Regions from separate parts of the Zea mays genome. Here region 2 is linked to region 1. A link is a contact called in public Hi-C data. All regions are on one chromosome and are shown on one strand. The core of a region is the stretch at or near the end of the contact, and the rest is flanking DNA. Distances in the headings are between cores, read along the strand shown. Region 1 holds the start of LOC103635825. Region 2 holds the start of LOC103635827 (secretory carrier-associated membrane protein 3-like).

What was found. Hi-C and Micro-C count contacts between places; a contact is called where the count stands out from the background.
Region 2: a Hi-C map of leaf shows a contact between it and region 1, with 4 times the contacts expected there. The contact joins the promoter of LOC103635827 here to the promoter of LOC103635825 in region 1. A contact is called at or near these places in 14 of 25 Hi-C or Micro-C datasets (bundle sheath, ear, endosperm and 5 more).

The regions. Positions count from the first base shown.
Region 1 is chr8:124,784,454-124,788,217 of Zm-B73-REFERENCE-NAM-5.0, forward strand. It overlaps LOC103635825, which reads right to left and starts at 2,013. Exons shown (of 6, transcript NM_001353504.1): 1 at 1,480-2,013; 2 at 759-836; 3 at 486-520; 4 at 339-394; 5 at 109-216. The coding sequence starts at 1,851.
Region 2 is chr8:124,912,726-124,916,489 of Zm-B73-REFERENCE-NAM-5.0, forward strand. It overlaps LOC103635827 (secretory carrier-associated membrane protein 3-like), which reads right to left and starts at 1,930. Exons shown (of 12, transcript NM_001346770.1): 1 at 1,762-1,930; 2 at 901-999; 3 at 569-631; 4 at 67-100. The coding sequence starts at 1,818.

The sequences.
Region 1 (3,764 bases), core at 763-3,262:
GACTGAATTCTTTTATTCACGATGTTCACTAAACAAATGAAATTAGTCACTTTAGATGGTTCAAATGCAAGCAAAGAAAAACAGAGAATAAACAGAATTATTTGGGACCTCTCATGTTGCGGTTGAAGAACTCATTGAACACTGGACCATTTGTAGCAGTAGCAGCCCTCCCAGATGAAAATCTAGCAGATTCTCTAACAAATTTGTTGCCTTGAACTGCAGCATGTACAACCATAGGTTCAGTGAAATTTTGTAATCAGCATTACGAACGTTATATACCAAAACACAGAGAAAGAGGGTGGTGTGAGGAAGCTGTTGATTAAAAAAAAATTGCTTACCGGAGAAAGGTTGAGTGCAATAGGGACAGAGTTGTGGGCCATCCTTCAAAGCTGACCTATAAGACATTTAAGCTAATCAGAGTTCATTAAGTATAAATCTGTGATAGGAGGAGACGAGGAGTTCTATATAGTGCTGTTTATGCTCACTTCAGTATCTGGAAGCTTTTTCCACAGTTCGGACACTGCCAACAAAAGGAAACCATATGATTATCAGAACATTTACACAATCGTCCACGGAGACAACAAAGTTTCTTCTTCCAGTTTTGGGTGTCAATGAGATAATCATACTACTGCTAATAGGCATAAGCTAAGGAACTTTAAGAAGCAATGTTTTATAAGTGGGGAGGATGCAATGTTTCATAAAACTCAATCATTAGAAAAGAAGCAATAGCTGAATGACAAATTTATCGGGAGACTTACATCGCCCTGCAGTATATCTTGTCCTGCAAAGAAGAAAAATGCACCGAGAGCCAGTACAGGCAGCAGTATTGTGAGGAGCTGTTTTCAGAAGAGATGTAAAATCCAAATTAATGACAGTTTAATCAACTAAAATCATGTATTGAATGAATAAACACAAAGATTGTATGGCATTTTGTGGTATGCACAAACTCAATTATCAGATGGACAAGCTTATAAATGTTAGTTGAGCCATAGAGTAAGCTAGCTAGACCAAGGTTCCATAATTTCAGTGTCAAGATTCCACGGAATCTAAATGCTCAAGTTTTTCATGAGTCTACGACACAGTGCACAATCGAATACTATCAAGTGCATAGTAGTACAACTCCGCCAAACAACATTACTTGGTGAAACTGTAAATTGACTGGAAATCTCAGGTCAGTTGAAAAACTACTACAACATGAACAGCAAAATGATGCTGTTAAAAAGCAAGGCGTTCTTGGTTGAGCAGTTCTAGGTATCAACCTAAGCTACCTAGTCCAACACAAGGGATGACATTTTTCAGCCGAGCTAACATTTATTTCCTATAGTCAGTCACCGAAGAAGCAAAATAAACAAGCTAGAGCCAATCCAAAATATTTTCATCGAAGAAACAAATCAAACACCCTAGCGCCACTAATCCCAAATGTTCTCATAGAAGAAGCAACTTATAAGCAATTCATTTTAGCAGCGAGAATTCTCGTACCCAGAGAGAGACGATGGCGTCAATAACCCACCGGAGCTGGCCGGTCACGGCGAGGTACGTCACGACGGCGGCGAAGGCGAGGTTCCCCACGACCCGGCTAGTGCCCTTGTCCATACGCCTCCCGCCGCCGCCAAAGAAGGGGCCTCGCCCAGCTCCGGTGACGCCAAGCAGCCGCCCCTTTCTCCCCGCCGCTCTCCAAGCCAAGCCCCCGCTTTTACCCGCCAGCTCGCTCCGGTCCGACGCCCTCGCCGTGGAACAGCAGGCCCCATTTGAGAATTTGGGAGGCAGTTTCAGGAACCCTGGGTAGAGGAGGCCATGCGAGCAGCAGCAGAGCGGGGGAGGAGTGAGAAGAGTAGGCTGGAGCAAGGCCATGGACGCGAGGGAACAAGTGGGGAAGATTTCTTGAAGAAAGTATATCCCGCAAATGGTCTTGTAAAACCGTTTTTTTTTCGTGCTTTTTTGCTACTGGGTTGTATGTTTCGACATTTTTGTGGTAAAAACGCAGCAGGGGTGTGCAGCGGCAGACATGGCCTTGGAAATTGGAACGCTGGAAGCCTGGAACTTGAAGCAACCGGAAGTCCGGACTGGGAAGAGAAGTCTCGGCACTTCGACAGTCGACGTAAATGTTTCAGATACGCTCGTTACTGCACGGACAGTCGATAACCAAAATTCGATGGGTTTTTATCTCATTAGGGTACAGGTTTGGATCAATATTTATATTTATATGTTTGTTAACCTGCATAAATCTATATTCGACGGGTTAATATATATGATTTTGTTTCTACAGTACCAAAACCTGTGAACCTGTGGGTTTTTAAACCTGACCAAACCTAATGCATATTGTCGTTTTATTTTATAAATGAACAACAAACTTGTTATCTCCCTATTTGCTTCCTATTTTTTAGCAAATGATGAATGTACAAGTAGCTGATGAGAGTGTTGCTGACTTGCTATTATAGTTTTTACTAGCATTATATATGTGGTGGATAAATAATTTAGTGCAAGATCACTTGATTATATAACTTATTATTCGTATTTTATTCTCTCTACTAATAATTTTTATACCAAATTATGAACTTGTTGTTCATCACATAAATTTTGGACCACGATCTCATTGATCATTACTATATTTATTAATTATGAGAAGAACCAGCATATTAGAGATAAAACCCGTGGGTAACCCATGGGTACCCGCTAACCCAATGGGTATTGGGTTTGACAAATTTTCAAACCTGTCATGAGTACGAGTTTTTTAATAGGTATATGGCAAAACCCAGCGGGTTTGTACCCGTTGCCATCTCTACTCGGGAATGTAGTTTGCCAACTCCATATTTTTATATGGCTTTTGAAAATGTTTTTTTGTTGCTTCTCTATAAACAATCCGGTATTTGAAAAAAAACAAAAATAATTTATGTGTCACGCCATCACACCATAAAAACTGAAAACTGCACTACCACAACAAGTGTGTTTGTTTCACGATTCATCATTTTTATAAGAATCGTTTCTATAAAAATCACTAAAATCCGTCGAATCATTTCAGCCTATGTACTCCATCTTTCTCATGTCACCTATATTATCCACAAATCCAGATTTTTAGAAAATCTCTTTTAAAAAATTTGTATCAAACGCCAGGACGGAGATAGACCAAAATCTAAATGGAGGCCTGTCAGAGAGGGAATTCTCCAGCCGGGTGGCGGAGTGCACCCGCCCTAAATCCTAAGATGAGGAGGGGGCTTAAGCGTTTTGCCTGTTGGTAGATGAACGATTAACTCAGGAACACGCAAGGGTTTAGAGTGGTTCGGGCCGCCGGAGCGTAATACCCTACTCCACTGTGTGATGTATTGAGCTTGAGAGCTCGTATAAACTTGTGAGCCTGAGCTGGGTCTAAGTCTAAGTTCGGTCTAAGTGTCCGTGTGTGTCCGTCTGTAACGTTGCATGCCTCCCCTTTTATAGCTCAATGGGGGCGCGTACAAGGGTGCTGAGCCCCGACATGTGAGCCCAGAAATATAATGGATGTAATACTTGGGGCTGCTGGAGCAATCTTCTTGCACCCTGACATCCGCGATTTGCGTGGTATTGGCGTGCAGAGGAAGCTTCCCTGGCAATGCATAAGTGATGATGACCACAGTCCACCTTGCAGCACGGGCGTACTGTTTGGCAATGAACTGGACAGGCACGCCGCCTGCAGGATGGCTTGGACGCCGCCTGCCAACTGAGTGGACAGGTCACAATAAATGCTGAGGTGGCACATCGCCTGTCAGCAGGGTGGACAGGCGGCGCGTCCT
Region 2 (3,764 bases), core at 680-3,179, 130 kb after region 1:
GTTTTTTATTTAATGTAAAAAAACTGAAATAAGCTAATTAAAAGAATGAACAAAGATGAAATGTACCTCGGGATGCCGCATCTTCCTTCCTTTTCAATTCCTGCGTCAACAAAGACAAATAAAATGAATCATATAAGCATTTTAGATAAAGAACGGCGCACAAAGTAAATAAACAGATGAAGCATGGGCTCAAAGTTTCATACACATGAGAAGCAACAAAAACAACATTTCTTTCATTGAATCAAAATTTCCAGTATCTCAGAAAAAGCAACAAATATCCAATAAAAAGATCAACAGACAATACATATAAAGCAACATGGCTCTCTCAAAACAATTGTATTGCAGCAGGAATAATTTTTTAAACAATATAATTAATATGCAAAGCAATAACCTCTCAGATGAATATTTGAGTACTAGGAAAGCTTTGGCAATGTATTAAGTACCAGAGACAAACTGCACATCATAGAGTAGTTTGTGAAACACAAACTTGCATCTTATTTGTCAGAACTGCTATAACTGGCAAAAGGAGCAGACAGACTGAAAGCTCTGCAATGATAAAGCAACATACCCGTTCTCTTTTGTTTAGCTCAGCCTCCATAGCCTGGAGTTCTTTCTCCTTTTTCTTCAGATCCTAAATATCAACATCAACAGATGTAAGAAATAGAGAGGGAGCTATCCACATGTAGACAAATCAGATAAATAATCAAAACCAACTTGGCAAGTTGGCATACCTACAGTACAACGAATGACATACATGAGCTCACACATCATGAAGGGTGCATGTATTCAGTTAGAAAAGGAAACTGGGTTAACTCTTCCTTTTTTACTCAACGGGAAAATAGTTCTCAGAACTGTAATTTGGTTCAATTGTGCAGTGATCCAGGTAGAAAGAGATTATACCTTTGACGACTCGAGAGGAATGTCCACATTGTAGAAATCAGCCGGTTCATGTGATAGAGGTGAGAGACGAGAATTGGTGGCAGGTGGAACACTTCCACCCTGCAAGATAGGGAATAGTTGGGAGACTCAGCTCAGTGATCATACTATTTTATATTTTGTACCAGCTTCAGCTGGATTGTTATTCTGCACAAAATAGAGCAATCAACACATAATATCATAATAAAACGAAAAGCATGTGAAATAAACCAACTTAAACAAAGACACCAGCCGATTAAATTCAAGCGGGTTGAAGACTTGCTGCACAACAATACTTAAGTTTGACAGTTTGTGTTGTGTTAACCAATTACCAGTAAACATGCATGATCAAAACCTGGCAAGCCATATAAGGTGGCACCGGATCAGGAAAGTTGGGAGAAGCCCTGCAACACAGGCAAAAGGCCACCGGGTCGCATTACCAAGCTATTGACATTTGATACTGAATCCAAGTCCCAACAACTAAGCCAGCTCAATGCAGAACCGCACATCTCACATCCAACCTAGTTCCAGACATGGGCACGCACAGATCTAGAGATAAGCAGCCCCTCCCACGAGTGTTCTAACAAAACCTTCACAGCACACATGAAACATGATTACCAGACTCTAGACTAAGCGCGTATATCCGCAGGACCGCATCTCGCCGTCTCGTACCCTTACGACGCTCAGAACCAGAACATGAACAGCAACTAAGCCACAGATCTCAAATGCGAGCGCGACCCGGAGGTGATCGGATCGGAGAAACACGCCAACTCCCCCCCGAGATCTAGGCGAGTGGAAAGGCCGCCGAAGGGACAGGGTAGTGCGGGTGACTAAAGGAGCACTCACCGCGAAGGGGTTGACGTTGTCGTCGTCGAAGCCGTTGCGCCCGTGCTTCCCCGCCATCGCCGCCGCCTCCTCGTCCAGGCCTCCGGCGTCGGGTGGTGGCCAACCGGCAACTGCTGCTGGTGGTGTGCGTGCTGGCGTACTGCTGCTACCTGCCGCGCTGCCTTCGACTTCGAGTATGCAGAGCAGAATGGAAAACGAGGGGGTGCTGTGCAGTTTGTAGTCAATGACAGGTAGGGTTAGGTCTGTCTGTCCGGTGGCCCCAGAGGTCTAAGAGGCTAGACTGACCGTACGATGCGGGACCGGACCGTGTTGCTATGCTTGTTGTTGTTGGCGTGGCGTCGGTCCCTTTTCCATCGCAAGTAAATTTGAGTGCGCGGGATGGCTGAGCCGCTAGCTGCATGCGGGCCGCAGCCCGTAGCCGCTTCGGCACTGCAGGAGGACTGGAGCAGCCGAGTCTGCGGGGCGGGATCGGCCCAACAGGCTTTTCCATGTCAGGGACAGGCCGACAGGGGCAGCGTTTGGTTCCCTGAGACTGAGCGCAGCGGTACCCCCTTCCCCTCCCCTCCCCTAGCACTGTTCACGATTTAGGGGACACTTTGCACCCCTAGCCGCCGCATCGGTCGCCGCTACCCGCTCTTCTCCACCGCGACTCTCTTCTCTCTCACGCCAGATGCAGGGCGTCACTGTGCACTCCCCCTCGGCTGCTTCACGCGGAAGAATCCGCCCGCGCCACCGACCGGACACTTCGCGCTCCTCTTCTCTCCCGTTCGAGGCGTCTGCGATTCGGCGATTTCCGGCGAGGGGGCGGCGATTCGTCCGCGGGAAGGTAGCTTCCGCGCCGGTCCCCGTCGGGTCTGTGGAAGACGAAGTGGAGGTGGTGACCAACCAGCTCCGGTCGCGACCAAAGACGAAGCGGCCGCACATCCGACTCCGTCGAGGTTCGTCGCGACAGCTTGCTTCGTTTCCCGCTCCGACCATCGACGCGTTCCTCGGATCCGGAAACCTTGGCTTTGATTCATCTTCGTTCGGCCCAAATCTTCGCATCTTCAGGTACGCCCTTCGTCTCCTATGGTTTCTGTTCTTCATGTGCACCTCTATGATGAACTAATTACTACACGAATCGACTAATCCTGTTAACCGTAACTAATAAATCCGAGAACACCCGATTTATCCGCGGTGCAAACAACTCCACGGATCTGGTGTGCCTTTTAGGGTTACACATTTATATGGTACTGTCCCGCTGAATATCCTTGACATTTACTGGAACACATGTTACTGCAAACTATTACGGCATAATGGTATGGAGATTGCCATATTTTGTAATGGTCTGCATATTTACAGTACGGTTTCACTTCGCTTCTGCCTTTGTGATGTGACAAAAAATTTTGCTCCCCACTGTCCACAACAATAGACCATTTTAGTAAAGTACCAGTAAGATTCATCCTAGGGTAAGCCAAAATGTGTTACCTTAGCCTAGCAAGGGTAATGGACATTGTTTATTACAGTTCCTAAAACTGTCATTAACATTTCAGAGGCTCCTTTACTTCCTTAGTTAATATGAATGATGTCCAGTAAATTTGTTAGGTCTATGTCCTACCTTATTGTATTGCTCTACTTCATCTCAATTTTTTGTCAACCTTGGATACGACTGGAGGATACTTAATTTTTTTGGACCTTGATATACTTGGTTTGTATATTGTTACAACAACTACATGACTTTGTTCTGTTCTCCGAAATATGGCTGAACACACATATCTTTACTATGTGTTGTTATATTTCCTTACATTCTCTACAATGTCTGTAATTTGTTTTGTTGTAGTAATGTGTACAACCCTGACCTTTATCACAATATCTGCCCATGAACATTTAGTTTACTTCAGCAACATATGCTATGAGCACACAGTTCTTGATTTTGTCGAATTTGTTTCTGCTTACATCGAGTAAATTGCTTGTTTTTTTGTATCCTTCAAGTTGTGTGCAACACTTACCTATTTGCACAATAT